Regions from separate parts of the Canis lupus genome. Here region 2 is linked to region 1. The links are chromatin contacts, called in public Hi-C maps. All regions are on one chromosome and are shown on one strand. Each heading gives the region's core, a stretch centred on a gene start, on an enhancer-like site or on the middle of the called end of the contact. The rest is flanking DNA. Distances are from core to core; before and after follow the strand shown. Region 1 overlaps XYLT1 (xylosyltransferase 1). Region 2 overlaps XYLT1 (xylosyltransferase 1).

Region 1 (6,793 bases), core at 4,166-6,665:
CTGTCTCAGTCTCTGTTCCTCGAGACTAACCTCAGGCCTGGAACCCCCAAACCCTGCCCCGCTCTCTGTCGTGATTTTATTCTTCTGTGCCCCTTCTTTACGTCTCTTGCCTTGACTCCCTGGAGACCATTCTGGTTCCGACCGCTGCCCTCTTCACATTCTCCAACGCAGGTCCTCTAGGAAAGGAGCACTTAAGGAGACAGATGCACCTCCTGTTGATCAAAGACCTCCAGCTTTCAAACCCATCCTTTGCACCTGCTGGGTCCCCTCTCCCTGTGCCCCCCCCTCCACCCCACCAAACACACTCTGCCACAAGTGGGTTACGAATGACACACTTATAAGCTCATTACTGCAGAGTCTCTGAAGAAATGTAAATGCTCACGGAGCCAGGGATATAAATAAAGAGAGACGCCCGTAAATAAGTAAATATATACGCATCCACACATACACAAACTCAATTAATTTATATCCTCTGAAGGCCTGAGCCATTTGGGGGTGGGGAGAGAGAGAAAGGGAGAGGCACCTAATATCACCATCCAGGTAATTTCAGAACTGGGCTTCCCAGGCAGCTGCCAATACATTATTTTTACTATGCAGAGGTACAAATGAATACGCCACTGCCACCCCCTAAATCTCCTTTACGAGCAGTGCGTTTGCCTTGGGCCGCCCTACCAGGGACAGGGCCTTCCAGGCACGTTTTTGCTGGCCAAGTTCCTGAAGAAGGCTGCAGCTTTGCGGTCCTGCTCCCCCAGAAAGAAAGGCAAGCGCCCCACTGGCGCTTCCTGCTTACAAATGAGCTTGCGTGTGATATGGCCAATGGCATCTCTCCTGGAGGGCCATGGGCAAAAGTGACAGCGTTGTCCATCCCGTTGAGAAGTGACTGCTGCCTTCGAGGCGGAGGGGCACTGCTGTCCGTGGGATGGGGGGGGGGTGTCCTCCTGGGCCACATGGCTCGTGGCACCCTGCCAGGCTCTATTGAACTTCGGGGGTTGAGGGGGGCGGATGCAAGACCGCATCATGACCCACTTGTGTGCGTGCTGCCATTACCCAAGGTGGCACGTTCTGGTCACCCTGGAATGTGTCTGACGCCCATCCCTCCAACTGGGCTGAGCAAGGAGGCGGCGACGGGCAACCGCGGGGGCTCCGCTGTGGAGTGCGCTTCAAGCGCAGCTCTGAGATGCTCTTCTGGAAACCTGGCTGGGCCACTTCCTAGCTGCGTGACCTCGGGAAGCTTAGGTAGCCTCTCTGAGCTCTGGTTCCCTCCTGGGTGACACCAGTGCAATAAAACCACAATTCAGAGCACAGAGGTGAACGGTCAATATAAGGCAGCTGCTGCTTCATCGAAAATCCTACCTGCGGGGCCCGTCCCCTTCAAGCGTGGATTCGCACCTACAGACCGAGCACCAGGTGTGCGGGACGCACCGTTCTAAGCAGCAGGGCTGGGCCTGTGGGTAAGCCAGGGGCCTGCGCTCAGGGAGCTCACGTTTTAGTAAAATGAAACGGACAACCAGCTTACCGACTCAATAAAAAGATAAAAACAGAGGACGTGTGGAATGTCTTATGGATGTGAGGCTGAGCACCGCTTACATGTTTTTAATCCTCCCATTTTAAATGATTTTTAAAAAATATTTATTCATGAGAGACACAAAGAGAGGGGCAGAGACACAGGCAGAGGGAGAAGCAGGCTCCACGCAGGGAGCCCGACGTGGGACTTGATCCCGGGTCTCCAGGATCACGCCCTGGGCTGAAGGCGGCGCTAAACCGCTGAGCCACCCGGGCTGCCCTTAAATTATTATTATTATTTTTAAATATATTTGAAACAGAAAGAGAGAGAGAGAGAGAGAGAGCAGGCACAGAAGCAGGGAGAGCAGCAGAGGAAGAGGGAGAAGCAGGCTCCCTGCTGAGCAGGGACTCTGATGTGGGGCTCCATCCCAGGACCCCGGGATCATGACCTGAGCCAAAGGCAGATGCTTACACCGAGCCACCCAGGTGCCCCCATCCACCCATTTTAAAGGCGGTCCTGAGGCTTGGAGAGGTCATCTCAGCCAGTTGAGGAACCAGGCCTGTGTGGCCCCAGCACTGAGAAAGTGAGAAGAGGAAGTGAATAAGGGCTAGGTGCCCGGGTGACAGGTGAAAGGGCCATTTCTGCCTCTGCTTGCCCCTCCTGTTCTGGGAAGTGACCTGTGCCACCCAGGCTGGTTGGAGGATCTGGCTCCGGATAAGTTCCTTATCCGAGAGGCTGAGCGGGGGCACCTTTCCCTTTCCCGGCACGACCAGCCCTGCCTCGACCTCGCTCCCCTCTGCCCTCAGACAGCTCAAGCAGCAAATCCAGCAGAAGGTGGTTCTGGGAGACCCGATGGACCACAGTTGTTCAGGCCACTAGATGGCTCTTTCTGTGAACTTGAACCGTGCCGGTGGCTGGCACTAAGGAGGCTGTGAAGGCAGGCTGCTTTCCCTCTGGCTGGGACACGTCTCTGAGAAGTTCAGTGGAGCCCTCAGCTTCTGGGGGCCCCTCCAGGGGCTCATCGGGTCTCTGGGCTGCCTTACTGCCCCAGGGTGGGTCACCTATCTTTTCCCCCTAATCCCATTAGGATTTCTCACTGAAGAGGTGAGGCAGCAAGACAGGGACTCCCACGCAGACTACGAAATGCAGGCCAGATGCCCAAGTCCCCGCAGGTGCCCCCAACAGAGCAGCACTGCCACTTACTTCACGAGCTTTATGATCCATTCCACCCCCTGTAACTCCGAACGTCTGCTACCTGGGAGAGCACCTACTGTTTACTCCCTCGGTGAATCTCCATGTTTCTCTTTGACATGGGGGGATATTATTATCCACACTTGACACAAGAGTAAACTGAGGCTGGCAGAGGAGGTTCTGTGGCTCGCCCCAGCCAGCGTCACATGGGTGGGAAGGACAGGGCTGGCTCAGATTAAGCCCAGATCGGATTCCAAAGCTTGGGCTCTGAACTTCCCAGCCTCAATGGAGTTTTAGGCCGTGTCTGAACTCAGAATTAGGGAGGGGGATGGACTGTTCCCCTCCTGGTTGGACCTCAGGAAGCAGATGGAAATTCATGAGTTGCATCCACATGCCTACAGTCAAGACCAGGAAAATCCCAGCTACCATCAGGGGTTCAGGAATTTATGATACAGTCCTCTGCGCCTCCCCCTCCACCCCGCGCACCTTCCATCATTGTTGCCAGGCCAGCATTTCCTATGCGTTCTCCTCTAACTGGCCCTCCTTCCAGCCCTACAAAGAAGCTGTGTGGGCCAGCAGTCAGGGGCATGAGCACTGAAGTGGACTACCTGGGTCCCAGTGCCTTCTAAACGCTCTGCGACCTCAGGCAGGCCTCCTGGCTATAATCAGCTCATAGGATTGGCATGAGGAGCCCGTCAGTCACGCTGGCCAAGACTCGGGACAGTGCGTAGGCCACAAACCATAGTTGTTGACGGTGTTCCTATTACTAGTGGGAGATCTTTTCCGACAGATGAGTAAGCTGACGCTCAGAGAGGTAAAGACACTTGCTCAAGACCACAGAGACTGGGGATTTAAACCACAGTGCCTGACTCTGGAGCTCAAGCTCATACCCACTCCCCAACCGAAACAGCCCCCTCAAGCCACAGACTGGCATTGAGGCTGCCTCTGGTTAGGGGTACGATACCTAAAAGAAAAATGGGACTGGCTGTTTAGAGGTGTGGAAGTCTGAAATTTCAGATATGTCCTGGACTCACTCTCTGTATAGAGAACAGGCTGAGGGGTCAGCTTCATGACAGGGTTTGGTTCCATCCATCTCCAGGTCACTGACTGTTCTAGTAGGACAGCCGAAGAAGATCATGAGGGTCAGGCTGGGCCTCTTCCACTTCCCCCTTCCTATGTTAATTATCACTGGAAGCCCAGGTTCTATGTGCCTGTGGCAGCAATTACTAGACAACTGGACCCTGCAAGTCCTAGAAGAAGGCAGGCAGATGGCACCCCACCTCTGCTGGGCAGAGCCTTGCATATTATTGGGGACCTTGGCTTCATTCAGACCTCAGGGGTCAGCCTGTCTCCACCCCTAGGTCTCTGTCCTCTTGCTGTCCCTCTGTCCATCTGTCTCTCTTGCCTCCCCCTCATCCCACTGTCTTGCATCATTGTGCGATCCAAAGGCTGCCCGTGGCCTGGGACATTTATAAAGTTCTTAAACTTCTGAAGAATTGAGGTGGTAAAATTTAGTGGGTTTTCTTTATTGTTTTCTAAGATGGATCTAAATATTTTCCTAACATAAAAATGCTTATCAAACAAAGATAAAAATATTCTCTTGACTTATGACATATTTCAAAACTTGCCAGAGAAAAACCCAGAACACTCATATCACACCCCCAGGTACCAAATCTGTCATGCTTTATTCAATTCTTTAAAGAAATAAACTTTATAGATACAGTTGACGTATTTCCCACTGCTCAACTCCCATTTCTCAACAACCCAGAGGTCACTTCTGTCCTTCACACCTATGTGTTTATATCTCTAGTAAATACGTATGTGTCCACAGACAATATATAGCATTACTTTGTGTGTTTATAAGGTCGACAAAATGGCACCATGCTGTAAACATCCCCTTTGCAATTTGCTGGTTTTGTGCAATATTTTACTAGCATTTCTGCCCCCCTCCTCCCCCCTTCGTTTTTGCTTTTCTCAATGCTTCTTCCCTCAGATGACATGATGCGGTGAGAACGGGCAGCAGCATTTAGCCCGTGGATTCTCAACATTGCCTTCCCATTCCAATCACTTAGAAGCTTTAAAAATGCTGACGCCCCGGTTGCAATCATGGAGTTGGGGTGGGGGCCTGGGAATTGGGATTTTTTTTTTTTTTAAAGCTCCCCAGTTGATTCCAGCGCATAGCCAGAGATGCGACCTTCCCCTGTGCTCTTCCTGCCATGAATCAGGGACAGCCAGGCCCAGACACCACGGGAAAGGAAGCACCACCTGTGGCCAGCCTGTAGCCCGTGGAACAGTGGACGTAGGAGAGGGACAGGAAGCAGGCGTAGGGGCTGTTGTTTCCGGTCCTATACCCCACACCCACCCCCGCAGTTGGCAGTGACTCTGCTAGGCCCCCTGGCACTCTCTGGACCCCTGTTCACCATCCACAAACTGGGCGTGTTGGGGAAGAGCAATACTTCCTAATGTTCAAGGTTATGTAACAGTCCACAGAGCGCCCCTAAATCATCTTGGGGGCCACACAACCCTCTTGGAAAAACACAGGACTAGAGTGTCCCTCTGGTTCCTTATCACTGGGTGTTCCAGGAGGCCAGAAGTCTCAGGCCATGGCTGAGATCACAGAGCAAGAAAGGGGAGTGAAGCCCCTCCCCTCCTCCCAGTCTCCCAGCAGAGCGATGGCAGATCAGAAGACCCAGGACTGGCTATGCTTCCTCCCCTTCTGCAGTCGGGCGGGCCTTCATGTGGCGTCACCTCCCACTTCCCCAAACTGTACGCCAGGAACTGTTCTGAGCACCTTGCAGAGACTAACTCATGTCAACCTCAGGGCAGCCCTTGGGAGGCGAACACTGTCAGCATGCCCATTTCCTAGATGGGGAAACTGAGGCACAGGAGGCACAGTGACTTGCCCAAGACCCTCCCCCAGCCCTGCGCCCCCGCCAGGAAGCAGCACTTGACCCCAGTGCACCGCAGCCCGTTCTCCAACGGCCGAGGGCTGCCAGCTGTCCTGTCCTAATTGCTGCACAGATGTGGCTGCTTCGGGGAGCAAGGCGGAGAGAAAGAGGGAAAAAACATTTTTAGAAATGATTTCCGACAGGCTACCAGATACTAAAATAACAACATTCGGTTTGTCTTGCTAGCTGGAGGCAAAAACCAGCTCAGGTGGGAGGAGGCGGCTGCAGGCACAACACAGACGAGGCCGGCTGGCCCCACATCGGCCCAGTTCTGGAAGGGGCCCCTGCACCTCTGTCCCATCACGAAATGATACCCCGGGAGCTTCCATCCCGGTACTAAAGACGGTGGGGTGGGGGAAGGGGCTGGGTCTTTAAGATGAAAAGGTGGGGGGATCCCTGGGTGGCTCAGCGGTTTAGCGCCTGCCTTTGGCCCAGGGTGTGATCCTGGAGACCTGGGATGGAGTCCCACATCAGGCTTCCTGCATGGAGCCTGCTTCTCCCTCTGCCTCTCTCTCTCCCTCTCTCTCTCTCTCTCTCTCTGTATATCATGAATAAATAAAAAATCTTTAAAAAAAAAAAAGATGAAAAGATGGGCACTTCCAGAAGGCTGAGGCCCTTGCTGCACCCCGTGCCCAATGAGTAATTTTATTTTATTTGTATTTTTAAAATTTTATTTATTTGACATAGAGAGGGAAAGAGAGAGTGAGTGTATAGGCAGGGGGGAAGGGCAGAGGCAGAGGGAGAAGCAGGCTCCCCACTGAGCATGGAGCCCAAAGCGGGGCTTGATCCTGCTGGAATCTGAGCCAAAGGCAGATGCTTGACTGACTGAGCCACCCAGGCGTCCCTTAATGAGTAATTTTAAATTCAAGGTGCTAAGCTGTAGGAAACAGGATGAGTAACCTGGGCCAGGTGGGGGCGGTGGGGAATATTCTTAGGGAAAGAGACTTAGCCTGTCCTGCACACTTACTGTACGCCACCGTTGCCAGGGATTTACCTGCATTTTAACATTTTACTCTCACACTGATCCTTCGATGTAGCCACTGCCTTCGTTACCCCAACATTTCACAGACATGGAAACTGAGGCACAGAAATGCTAAGCCACCTGCCCGAGGACACACAGCTAGGAAGTACCCGAAGCCAGAGCATGATC
Region 2 (7,493 bases), core at 1,873-4,372, 51 kb after region 1:
GGGGGGGGGGGGGGGCGGGGGGGGTAGTCCCTGGAAAGAATTCTCGGGGCGGGGGCCTTAAACACATATTCACTTTCATAATTATTTGCACTAACTCGAACTGAAATTTGGCATGTCCTTCAGTTCTGAATGTAGGCACCAGACTGCAGGGGTATTTGCAAGACCTGAGAGTGACACCCATGGAAATTACAGATATTTTCATATCACATTGCTCTGGTAGCAGATGCTCAAAATATTATTTATACTTGTCACTACTTCAAAATTACAGTAGTTATTAGACCTGCAGCCAAATCTAGTTACTTAATGTGTTAATAAAGATGCAAATGCATTATTACTCCACACATTTGTTATGTTTATATATATTTTGATAGCTGCACTTTGATGTAATGGCTTTCTTTTGTAATCCCATGCATTCTTTTTTTTGCATTTAAAATATTATTTTAGGGGCACTTGGGTGGCTCAGTCAGTTAAGCATCTGCCTTTAGCTGAGGTCATGATCCCGAGGCCCTGGGATCAAGTCCTGCATTGGGCTCCCTGCTCAGCCAGGAACCTGCTTCTCTTTCCATCCCTCCACCTGCTTGTGTGCTCTCTCTTCTCAAAATTTTAAAAAATATTATCTTAAAAAAGTGGGCAGGAGACAAAAAAAAAACTTAAAAAACAGTTATTATTCAGAGAAGGAGGCCACAGGTGTCTCCGGAAGCCAAAGGGGTCCATGACACAGAAAAGGTTCAAACTTTATGCTCTAGGTGTGAGCTCCCTGAGCACAGGGCCCTCAAGCCTTCATCATCTAATCCCTAGTAACTGAAGAGGAGGCAGTGTAAAGGAGGGTGTGTGTGTGTATGTGTATATATATATATACACATACACACACACACACACACACACAAACTGACATATGTTTATCCATCCATTCATCTACCTTCCTTCCTTCCATTTATCTGCTTTTATTCTGATCCAATGCACAGTCCTGTTGACAGCTCCACAGCTGGTCCCCAGATCCAGGGCTTACAGTGTAGCTGGGGACCTGGTCAGGAGGCAGTGTGATTCAGTATGAAAAAGGGGACATCGTCTTCTTGGGTGGCCTTGGGTATGTGGTTGAATATGCCTGGAGCTCGGATGTCTTGCAGGCACCTGACAAAGAGCTCTATGTCCAGTGCTCCACCACCGATCTGCATGGCGTGGTGGCTGAAAGTTCTGCCTAGGTCCAAATACCAGCTCCTCACTTCCTGTCCACATGATACGTGACCTTGGGCGACACTGAATTCGCTCCTCTCTGAGCCTCAGTGAGGAGACAAACCTTTCCTCCTTATACAGGGTTCATGGGAACGTTAAGTTAGTCAACACACACAGAGTACTTAGCACAGCGGCCAGCTTGGCCAGTCTTAGTTATCATGTCTCCAAGGAGGCATCGTCTGGCACCCAGGAAAACACAGCTCAGGAAGAAAAAAAAAAAATCAACAGATAACCGTTTTTTCTTAAAATGCTCCAACCCACTCATATCTGAAATGCAAATCAAAGCAGCAAGATAGTGTTTTTACCCATCGGCTTGACACAGATGATAAAGATTGATAATTACCAACGCTTTTGAGAGTGGAAACAGGAAGTGGCTCTGAGAGGCGATTTGAAGAAACCTCTGTATAGGTCAGTTCAGCTATGGCTGTCAAAATGTAAAACGCACATACCCTTTGAGCCGGGAACACAAACCCAGTCCTTCACCTTACAGATGTACACACTCAGTGAGAAGATGCGTGTATGAGAATGGCAGCATTAAGATAGGGGGGAAAAAAAGTAAAAATCTAAATATCCACCAACAGGAAGTCAGTTACATAAACAAGGAAATAATTCATTCAATTAGTATTTACTGAACGGTTTCTACACACTAGACAGCATGCTGAGCGCTGGGTAGAGAAGTGGGCAAAACAAATAGTAAGGACGAGTGGTGTGTGTGGATACAACATGAATCTAAGATATAGAGGAAGATACTGGGAGTTTTTATAAAATAGGCTTCATTCAATTCCAGTTCAAGCAAACAAAATCCCTGCCTATCCACGCACGTGTGCACACACACGTGTTAATATGCAAAGTCTGGAAGGAGCAATGAGAAAAAGGTTAATGGTTGCTACCTCTGAAGACTGGGGTCAGGGGTATGGGAGATTTTCTCACTCGATACTCTGTACTACTTGATTTTTAAAAAATTTTTTTATCATGTGCTTATATTGCTCTATAGCCTTCTGATCCACAAGTTATGTTCCACTGCTCTGCCCTCAGAAGTATCCATGGTCAAACCACTTCCCTGAGCCTCCATGGTTAACAACGCAGCCCTGGATACCATGACGGTCTCTTCTCTCCCCCGTCTCCCTGTTCTTGCCCTCGACCAACTATAGTGCACTTTCAGCATGGCAGGCACTGGTTCCATTGTCCAAAGTCAGGCCATGTCACTCCTCTGCTCAAAATCATCCAAAGGCTGGCCTAAGCTCAACAAGATCCTAATGATCTGGTTCCACCTTCACTTCTTTTTCCCTTGCTCACTCCTGCTTTACTCATACCGGCTCCCAAGTGAATGACCATGCCAAGCACATCCTTCCTCAGGGCCTTTGCACTGGCTGCTCTCTGTTCCTCCAGCTATCTGCAGGGCTCACCCACTCATGCTCTTCAGGTCTCTGCTTGAATGTTCCCTAATCTCTAAGCTCTCCTTGGTCCCACTAAAGTCAAAGGCCCATCCCTCTCCTGTCTGACTTTTCTCCTATTTGTTGCCATCTGATATAAACATATAAACACAGATCTCTCATTTACAATCTATCTAGAATGTGAGCTCATGAGGCCTGGGACTTCTCTCTTGTTCAGTGCCATATCTCAGGTCCCTAAAAAAGTGCCTGGCACATAGAAGTGTTCAATAAATATTCAGTGAATGAATTAATAATATAACAAAATAATACAATGTACTATTGATAACTATGGAAAATAAATCTCAAAAGACCTCCACCCACCCACCCCAAATTTATTAATAAATAAAAATTTTAACCAAACATGGTTCCGAGCCACAGCCGCCCTCAGAGAACAGGGCGGAGGAACACCCAAGGACAAGCTAACACGTAAACACCTAACGGCCAGCACAGCACACAGCAGCCTGGTTGTTTGAGGCTGACTCCCTGCACATAAGACTCTTTCATGCACTTGAAAGTGGAGACCAGCCTGAATGAACACAGCACAGTGAGAGTCCAGGAACCAGGAGTGAATACCAGCCGGGTATGAACACATGACAGCGTCAGCCCCAAAGCCACAGACTATTTCCGGGTGTCAGGCAAGCCCACACCCTCCTGAGACAGCCAAACCACAGCAAATCTGCCAACCCCACGCCTGTGGTCTTCAAGGGGACGGGGTTCTGGGGCTGTGCCTGGGATCCGGCCTTCCCGCTGCTGTGGTTCAGAGCTGGGGCTTGGGGTCTCATCCCCCAGGAGTGCACCGAGGGCCCTTCACTCTCTTGTGCTTCAGGGTTTGCTGATTTTTATGTGGAAGAAGAAATGTTTGAGCTTTCCTCCGTGTCTTATCTCATCCATACTGAGAGGCTTGGCAGGTGCTAATTTGTTTATAATTCAGCCCAAAGGAGGTCACTTGAGAACAAAAACTTAAAATCCAATGACATTTACAGGGAGGTGCCCAACCAGTGGACTTAGCCTCACCCTTACAAGCACCCTTTCTGACAGTGAACTTTCACTCAATCCCGGCAAACCAGACTTAGTGAGGCCTGTGGTTCTCAGTGGGGGAGGATTTTGCCCCCAGGAGACATTTGCCCATGTCTGGAGACATTTTTGGTTTTTACAACTGCGGAGGGTGAATGGGTAGAGGTCAGGGATGCTTCTAAATATCCTATAAGGCACAGGGCAGTCCCCTACAATGAAGAATGATCTAGTCCAAAACGTCTGGAGGGCTTTGGTGGAGCAACCCTGATGGATCAGGAATGAAGGAGGTGGCCCTGGGGGAAGGAGACCCCATACGTGACATACTGGCTGGAGACGGAAGAGCGGGAGTGAGAAGACCCTGTCCACCCTCCACCGTCGGGCTACTAAGATGGTCCTGGCAAGAAGCTGTGCAGGGACTCTCAATCCCGGGCCTCATCCAAAGGTGGAAGCTACTTCTTGCCACTAGCTCACTTCTAGAGGCCCGATAACCTTCCAATTCTTCCAAAATTTCCCCCCAAATTCCAAACTCCCTTTTATCTTCCCCCCACCCTCCCCTTTGCCCTCTCCACCCAAACACTCAAAATAATCATCCCACAACAAAAGGCATGGGCCAGAGGGAGAGAGTAAGCAGGAGGCCCATGTACACTTTGGGTCTAGGGCCATATGATGAAAGTCACCTTCTGCTCCCCCATAACCAGAGCCAAATTAGAACTGGGGCACTGAGAAGCTGGCAAAGGAGTTGCTTTTAGGCCCCCTTTATAGTTGGAGTTTCTCTCTTCTAGCATCGAGTTGGCCGGGGGTGTCCTTCTTGGGACAACTACCCAACGATCCTTGGCCCTAGCCCATCTGGCACCGGCACCGTAGCTAACTACAGGTTTGCATCCTTGTTCCTGTCCTCTTCCTTGCAGTGGAAAAAAAGAAAAATCAGAGCTACAGTTCCCAGAAGAAAATTAGAAGGGCTTATCATTATTAATAAGACGTTCCTTTTCAGGAAGGCAATTGAACCCAGCAGGAGGGTTGCGGGGAGTCAGAGCTGGGGCCAGCCAACCGTTCCAGCCCGCTGTGAGAGGACACACCAGCTCCCCGGCAAGGACCAGTGGGCCTGGAGAAGCGGCAACGTGCTGGCCCTCCTGGAGGCACGAGGAGGGGCGGTGACATATCTGAGAAAACAGATTCAAATGCTAGGACGGTTCTATTTCCTGGAGGTGTTGAGAGAGAACAAGGAGAGTTTGCCAAGGCTTTGCTTGCTGGCAAAAATAATCTGTCTTCTGTTGGTCCGTCTGTGCTGCTGCGGCTGGAAGGAGGGGTGGACAGCCTGCTCTTCCCCCTATGCTGTTACCCTAGACCATAGTCCCTCCCTAGGTGAAGCAGAGTTTTGCTGCCTTGGAGCCAAGATGGACAGAAGGGGTGTGAGTGAGTGGCAGGACTCAGAGCCAAGCGTCCCCTGTCTGGGGCAGCTCTTCTTACATACGTGGATCATCTGATGCTTTATTTAGTACTGCGGTGTTTAGAATATTTGTGTCTCAGCCTGGGGGGGGGGGGCAGTTGTCACAAACAGAATGACAGCTATGATCCTCTGCCCAGAAAAATATTCCTACTCCCACAACTGGGCATTCAGTTTCAATAGCTTCACCATCCCCTTGCATCCATTCTGCGGCCTTTCTTTGGTTTGAAGACAGGCCCCCTCCTTCATCAAAACAGGACATGAGAAGGGCAGTGGCTCACCCTGGCAGCGCTGTTTTAGCAAGGGGCTGGAGGCAGGCTTCAAGTCCAGGGCAAGGTTCCCGAAGGAGAGATACTAGTCTCCTAGGGAGTAATGGGGGAGACTTGACAAAGAGATGTTTTCCAAGGGAAACAAAGCAGGGCTGGCCGCTCTGAGGTGTGGTGTTATCAGATCCTGAAGAATGGAGCTGTACAGGACAGGCCTTCCGGGGGTGTTGGCCCTCCCAGGCGGCCACAGCCAATGCATGGAAAATGATCCCCATCCCACTGTCCTCTTCCCCCTGGCCCCCCGTGCCTTCCCTTGGCCAGAGCAATGAGAAGTCCACATGCATGAAATCCATCGAGGTCAAGCCTCTGGGGACCCAAAGACAGGAGAAGGGTAGAGAGCGGATCTGCTGTAGGCAGGGGACAGAAGACCCCTGACATACTTTGTTTCGACCCTTCAGGAGCGCAATGGTCTTGGACCATGTATTTAACCTCTCGATGCCTCTGGGTCTTCACCTGCAAAGAAGGGGGATGAGGGTCCCCTGCCTCAAACACCGCTGTCATGATTAGATAAGATCATGAGTATGATGCACTTAGCCAAGTCCTACGTACAGAGGAAACGTGCTAATAACCGAGCAAGCAGATCGAGGCCCTCCCCAGTTCAATTCTGCAAGTCTGCACCCTGCATATGGAGTTTTATGTCCCTCACACACCTGGACCTCTGTCATGCTGCTGTTTCATGTGAAAAGTGATTTTCTTGACTGAATGATCTCGATAACTAGAACCTCAAAGCTCAGCCTGAACATTCTAGCACCGGAACCTTTGCTTTTTAAGCTCTCGGGTTTGCACAGCCCTGCCCAAAAACCCCGTGGAGAAGACAGACTAAGCATCAAAGATGCTGGTACGTTTGATATTTATACCAAACATGCACACTGCCTCCTCGCCGAGCCTTCGGCTTGTAATTCCATGCAAATCTGGTGCCACCGCCGTGTTGCTCAGCTGGCGGCACGGCAGGCTTCTGCCTCGGTGCTTGAAGTCGGGGTGTGAGCAGTCTCTGGAAGAGGCCGCATCCGCTGGCAGGGAAATGGGGGTGTCTCCTCCCCCAACGTGCGGCCACTTTGCTTCTCCTCTGCAGGGACAACCCGCCCACAGCCCAGAGCTCTAGTTCCTCACTTACACATCCCTGTGGAGTGAAGTGCATTTCCAGACTCATCTGCCTGGGGTTGCTAAGTGAGTGATCTCCCTCTGTCTCTAGGTATACTTATGGATAACTATAGCTAATCTATACTTAGGTCCGTATCTAATCTTTATCATAGAAAGCTCCTGTGTACATTATACACATTTACATTATGCTATATACATTATACATGCACTCATTGTGCTGTATACCATAGAATGTTTCTATACATTAAAAATGACAGATTATGGTGCCTCAGAGGCTCAGTTGGTTAAGTGTCTGCCTTCAGCTCAGGTCATGATCTCAGGGTCCTGGGATGAGTCCTGTATTGGGTTCCCTGCCCAGCAGGGAGTCTGCTTCTCTCTCTCCCTCTGTCCCTCCTCCCAACCCCACTGTGCACTCATACACTCTTTCAAATAAATAAAATTTTTTAAAATGACATAAATTAGATAGGGATTAGAGATCTATAGATCAGATACATGGAATATATTTTAAAATATATACATTACACTTGACACATGATATATCCATTATAATATATATTATATACATAATACACAGTGTATACAATGAACTTTAGGTCTACAACCATAGTCACATCCACACACCTCTTATCTCTAGATCTAATCACTATATTTAATCTATATCTTAGCAACAAAGCAATAAAAGAGATTGGTTTCTTTTAAGATTTTATTTTTTTATTCATGAGAGACAGAGAGAGAGGCAGAGACACAGGCAGAGGGAGAAGCAGGCTCCATGCAGGGAGCCCAATGTGGGACTCAATCCTGGGACCCCAGGATCAGACCCTGGGCCGAAGGCAGGCGCTAAACTGCTGAGCCACCCAGGGATCAAGAGATGGATTTTCTAACTCACCCTCTACCACTTACCACTGAATTACTTTTAAAAGGAGATTTGGTCTCTCTGGGCCA

Evidence for each region. A called contact is a pair of places that touch in the nucleus more often than the background predicts.
Region 2: a contact with region 1 is called in a Hi-C map of blood, with 2.3 times the contacts expected there. The contact joins two enhancer-like sites. A contact is called at or near these places in 2 of 9 Hi-C or Micro-C datasets (both in blood).

The regions. Positions count from the first base shown.
Region 1 is chr6:27,133,311-27,140,103 of UU_Cfam_GSD_1.0, forward strand. The region is part of intron 1 of XYLT1 (xylosyltransferase 1); the gene reads right to left. Among named protein-coding and RNA genes, the nearest start is that of XYLT1, 160 kb to the right of the region's middle. Within about 2 kb of position 5,416, at least 3 of the 20 cell types and tissues checked have an H3K27ac peak or open chromatin away from gene starts, as enhancers often do. A contact at or near this core is called in blood, where this site is marked.
Region 2 is chr6:27,186,914-27,194,406 of UU_Cfam_GSD_1.0, forward strand. All of the region lies in intron 1 of XYLT1 (xylosyltransferase 1), which reads right to left. Among named protein-coding and RNA genes, the nearest start is that of XYLT1, 110 kb to the right of the region's middle. Within about 2 kb of position 3,123, at least 6 of the 20 cell types and tissues checked have an H3K27ac peak or open chromatin away from gene starts, as enhancers often do. A contact at or near this core is called in blood, where this site is marked.